2 separate regions of the Sus scrofa genome follow, and region 1 is linked to region 2. The links are chromatin contacts, called in public Hi-C maps. All regions are on one chromosome and are shown on one strand. The core of a region is the stretch at or near the end of the contact, and the rest is flanking DNA. Distances in the headings are between cores, read along the strand shown.

The links. Hi-C and Micro-C count contacts between places; a contact is called where the count stands out from the background.
Region 1: a contact with region 2 is called in a Hi-C map of undifferentiated spermatogonia, with 2.0 times the contacts expected there. The contact joins the promoter of WNT2 here to the promoter of ASZ1 in region 2. A contact is called at or near these places in 2 of 47 Hi-C or Micro-C datasets (epiblast stem cells and undifferentiated spermatogonia).

What each region holds. Positions count from the first base shown.
Region 1 is chr18:28,944,452-28,947,203 of Sscrofa11.1, reverse strand. It overlaps WNT2 (protein Wnt-2), which reads right to left and starts at 1,379. Exons shown (of 5, transcript XM_003134756.5): 1 at 526-1,379. The coding sequence starts at 608.
Region 2 is chr18:28,857,694-28,860,393 of Sscrofa11.1, reverse strand. It overlaps ASZ1 (ankyrin repeat, SAM and basic leucine zipper domain-containing protein 1), which reads right to left and starts at 1,254. Exons shown (of 13, transcript XM_021079021.1): 1 at 1,085-1,254; 2 at 594-693. The coding sequence starts at 1,195.

The sequences.
Region 1 (2,752 bases), core at 130-2,629, 87 kb before region 2:
AAGCACTAGGAATGTGGAAAGATGGGAAATACTGCAAAAATCACATGCTTTGGGTTCTACCGTTTCTGACTGCCTGAATGGGCCCGGTCCATTTATCTTGAGGCATTTTTTAGGGGGAGGGGGAGCAGGGGGATACGTTTGTAGTTTTGGAGATGAATTCACACGCGCGCGCGCGCGCACACACACACACATACACACACACAGACGTGTGTGCCAGTAGAGCTAGAGACCCGGCTAGCGCTTGTCTCAACGATCCTGATTTTGCTGTCGCTCTGCCGGACCCCAATAAACCAATCATCCGAGCTCTCATTTAAGGTGGGAATATGGGGGGATTTGGGGAGAGTTGTCAAAACTCGAATGGTCTCCCGAGGAAAAGGGCGATACGAGGGCGCAGCAGCTGGGGTTCGGGCCAGAATCCGCGTCTGCCACGGCCTCGGGGAAGCGCCGCCTGGAAGGGTCTATGTGGCTAGTGCGGTCCCCACTCCCATCTCCAAAATCCCCTCGCGCCCGTCCTCGTGGACTTACCACCATGAAGAGCTGACCTCAGGGCTGAGCCAGGTCAAGAGCAGAGGGAGCCAGAGCCAGATTCCACCGAGACAGGCGTTCATATTAACCCCCTTGCATCCGCATCAGGTCAGACTCCGTGTGCGGGCGCCATGCGTGCCCGGAGCAGAAGCGCCCAGCGCCGGGAGCGCCTCGTCACGGCCGCCGGCGCCTCGCCGCGCCCCCGCCCCCCGCTCGCGTCTGCGGCGAGTGGCGAGACTCGCTGATAAAGTTTCAAGCGACCAGCGGGGCGAGCGATAAAGGCCGGCCGGGGCCGCCTCGCCCACAGCCAATTCCCCAGGCGCGGCGGCGAACACGGGCAGCCGGAGAGCTCTGCGCGCCTCCCGCGCGCCCGGGTCCCTTCAGCTTCCCTCCCGCCCAGGCGCAGCCGAGGGAGGGGGCGCTGCGCCGGGCTGGGGGTGGGGGCGCAGGGTTTTATATAAGGGTGGATGAAATAATGGCAAGAGAAGTCTGCGGGTGAGGTGAAACTGGGGAGGAGAAACACCTCTGCGTGGCCTCAAGCGCCCGCGGGAGCAGGCATCTTTCGAGGAGCCACCGGCCCAAGAGCATCAGTGGGGCCTCCGCCGCAGGACCGAGCGTTCTGGATAGGCAAGGCTACCTTCCTGCAAACAGAAGTCCCCGAGCGTGCGATGTGGGGAGACGAGGGGCGAGGATAAGGAGATAGCTATGCACAGGAGGCAAGAATCCAGAGATGATTCTCAACTCATTCCTCCGCTTCTCTCCCTAACACGGAAAGGAAGAGCAAGCACTTGTAAATTTGGAACTGCCTAGTCTAAGCAGGGCAAGGTTGGGGAGGGAGGGGCCAGGCCTCAGGGAAAGGAAGACCTGTGGCCTTGATTCCCCCGTGCTGGGCTTATATACAGAGCTCGAAGGGAGGGGAGCCGGGAAGGTCCATGACCCTCCGGACCTCACCCAGGCGTCCTCAGCCAAAGCGTCTGGGGAAGATGCGGTTTTTACGCACACCCAGCTCCTCCCCGGCGCTGCAGAGCGCAAAAAATCAAGCAGGGAGGAACCGAGGCGGCGAGGAGACTGGCCGAGGGTCTGCGCCCCAGCACTGGTTGCGCCTCTTGCCGCCGGGGCGCTCAGCCTTTGCGAAGGTAAAGGGACACTTTCCCTTTGGAACTTGCTCCTGATCTGGGCCCCTGCAGGGCCAAGAGAGGCCCGAGCCCGCGGGTGGAGCATCTTGAACAGCAACTGGCTTGTAGCCCCGCCGTTTATCACCGGAAAGGAAGGAAGACCAGGAACTCGCGGCGGCCCTGAACTGTTCCATTGCTCTTTTCCTGGGGCGGAGGGACCTGCCGCCCGCCCGCGGAGCCTGCTTTGGGGAATGGGGAATGTGTATGCGTGTGGGGGGTGGGGTGGGCGCTGTATTGTTCACAGGGCGTGAAGGGGTGACGGTCCAGATAGGAAGGACGCGCTCTCCCCCACCCACTCCTAGAGCCTGGTCTGGCCGGAGCATCAGCCCTTGCTGGGCGAGAGCGCAGCAAGAGGCTGGACGGGGCGAATCTCTGTAAGGCCAAAAACCTGAAAGATGCTGTCATCGCCACCCCCTTCCACTACCCCCGCCCCCCCCCCGCCGGTCCCTGGCAGGTCCGGCCCCTCCCAGGCTGACCCAGATACATCCCCGTTTGGGTCCGGAAAGGGAGGGGAGGGAAACAAGCACCGCGCCACCCACGACTCGGGAAGAGCAGGGCTGAGCGCCAGGGCCGCTTCATATCGCTGGGCCGCGACCCAGGGGAAGTTCTGATCAGTCTGTGCCGGGAGAGAGGGAGGGGCAGGAGGAGGGTGTATTTCTGCCCACAGTGTGTGCACAGGCTGGTGTGTGTGTGTGTGTGTGTGTGTGTGTGTGTGTGTGTGAGGTGGGGGGGGGAGTGATATGATAGGCACCAAACAGCAAGAAATACCTCATTTACCACTGCATTTATGCCCATAAACCTCTTTCCTGGATGAAGCAGAAGAATAAGTTGAAATTTATTACCGTCCTCCTTTGTCCAGTCTCTCACAGTGAGTCCACACACTTGGGACACGTACAAGAGATGGGTGGCCTCAGACGAACCACCATAAATTGGCAACATTTCACTCCTACCAGTGAATAATGTAGGGGTGTGTATTTGGGAAAGGTAGGCAGCTGTATGCTTCTCTCAAGGTCAATAAGACCTGAAACTACCTTAAAAAAAAAAAAAAAAAA
Region 2 (2,700 bases), core at 5-2,504:
ATGATGTTTTACATAAACTGATGATCCAGAAGTTTAAATGACTTTCCCAAGGAAGCACAGAGTAGCCAACAGGCTGGAATAGGCATCCAGGTAGTGATTTTTTTTTTTTTTTTTTTTTTTTGTCTTTTTGCTTTTTCTAGGGCCGCTCCCACAGCATATGGAGTTTCCCAGGCTAAGGGTCTAATTGGAGCTGTAGCCGCCGGCCTACGCCAGAGCCACAGCAACGCAGGATCCGAGCCGTGTCTGCAACCTACACCACAGCTCACTGGCAATGCCGGATCCTTAACCCACTGAGCAAGGCCAGGGATCGAACCCGCAACCTCATGGTTCCTAGTCGGATTGGTTAACCACTGAGCCACGACGGGAACTCCAGAGTAGATCTTTTGAAGAAGGTGCAAGAACTGATGGTAATCAGCATGACCTTCCAAATTTGTGGTTAGAAGAAGAAAATAAGGCAGAACTGAGTCAAGCCATGTAGGACACTTTAACATTCACTGGGCTTCCGTTAGAAAAGCTACAGAAACCTTTTAAAATAAGGAATCCTTGTGAACCGAGAAAATTATGTTAGGTGGAAACTATCCCTTAACTCTCACCAGAATCTAGAAGCTCCTTCACCAATGAAATATCTCCTGCGGCCAAAGCTTTCTTAAACGTTTCATTCTTTTCTTCCACGGGCAACGGGCCCTTTAATTTCTAAAAAAAGCAAAAAGTTAAAAAGGTTTCTTGTTACACATATATTCATTTCCACTGCCTCAGGAAATGATAATGATTGGTTTGGGGTACATCCCTTTTTGAGGGTGGGGGGAAGGGAGGCAACATACAAAGTTTGTGAATACTTCATAACTAAAATTATTTTAAAGGGAATGGGCAATGACGGTGGGACCAAACCCAAGTAAAGAGCTACATCAACAATCTACAGCACATCTGATGAAAAGTACAGTAGGGAAACTTTGAGAGTTTGTTGTCAAAATGCCTGTATTTCCACCGCAAAAAAAATTTAGGGTAACGCAGGTGAGGAATTAAGAGGTTTCGTGGTCAGGGGAGGCCGATCCCGGTATGGTCAAGACAAGGCCTCCTCTGCTACCTGGGCTGCCCGGTCGAGATACCCCATCTCCCAGCCGTCATCCTCGCTCTCGCTACTCTCGCCTCCACCGGCCACTGCAGGTCCGCGAAGCTGGCCTGCCGCCATGGCCATCGGGCCACTTCCCACCGCAGGGGCCGCACGCCCGCCGGCTTCCTCCTCCCGGGCTTCCTCCGCGCAGCCTCCGCGCCTGCGCACTGGGGTGCGCGGGAAGGGCTGCGCGGGAAGCGCTGGGGCCTTGGGCCCTCGGGCGCAGGCGCGAGATGAGCGCCGCGCCTCGGCCCCTTTCCCGTGACCCTGAGACCTAGGGAGGAGAAAACTGATGCTTCTGGCCGGCGAATCTGAACTCCTGGCTGGTGCTTCCAATTCCGTTTGGGGACTTACCCTTCATTCTTTCTAGGGTATTTGCTTGATGGAGTTCCTGCTCTTTAAGGATTGCCCAGTGGTAGCGGGAGCAGAATGAGGATTTAAATGGCACGATGTCATGTAAAACTAAGCTTTCACTCTCATCGCTTTCACCTCTCCCCCTGCCACACTTACATGTGTCCCCTGGCCGGTGTTATTGGCCAGAATGAATCCCTGAGGAGCATTATCCGTACATTCAAGAAGCCAGCAGTCAAACGGGAGCTGACAAAAGAGCCAGGAGAATTCAAGTCTCATGTAATGTCAGTTCTCATTGTAGATTTAGAAACTTCAGAAATTCAAAACACTTTCCCAGCCAGATGGTGTCAGTCCGCTAAAGGAAATAGTCAAGAAAGGGGAGGAAGGGGGAGAGGATGGATCAAGAGTTGGAGAGAAGAGAAGATTTAAATTTTCACGGAGTAAATAATACAAACACCTCCAGGTGAAAGTGGCCCAAACTCAATTTTCTGCCTCTAACTTCTAGATGAGATATTGGTAACACAGTGATGATCTTTGCCACCGCATAAAAGTAGACCTATCAAGGAATAGGGCACATATATTTTATTTATTTATTTATCTTTTCTAGGATCACACCCACCGCATATAGAGGATCCCAGGCTAGGGGTCTAATTGGAGCTGTGGCCGCAGGCCTACGCCAGAGCCATAGCAAATTAGGATCTGAGCCACCTCTGCGACCTACACCAGAGCTCATGGCAATGCCAGATCCTTAACCCACTGAGTGAGGCCAGGGATCGAACCTGCAACCTCATGGTTCCTGGTCGGATTCGTTAACCACTGAGCAATGACGGGAACTCCAGGCACAAGTATTTTAAAAGAAAGCCACCGTTCACCAATTCTTAGAAAATTTTGCAATATTTCTTTTTCTTAAGGAATTTTAATGTAAGATTTTGGAATTATTTACTTCAGAGATTTTCACAGATAAGTTTTTAAAAGTAGTTTCGTGATTTGGGAGGCAGGCCTGTCTTTCTAAATGCATTTATTTCATCACTGTTACAGATCATTGAGCACAGGCAGACACAACTAAGTTTGAGAAGACAACATCAAAGACAAACCAAGCTGCCTCACGGAACTCACATTTTAATGAAGAAAAACAATATGCAAGTGGACAGACAGGATTATTGCAGATTGGAGGTGACCCAAAGGAAATAAGCGCTCAGTTTCTGGAATCAAACCTCTTAGGTTGTTTCGCAGCCAAA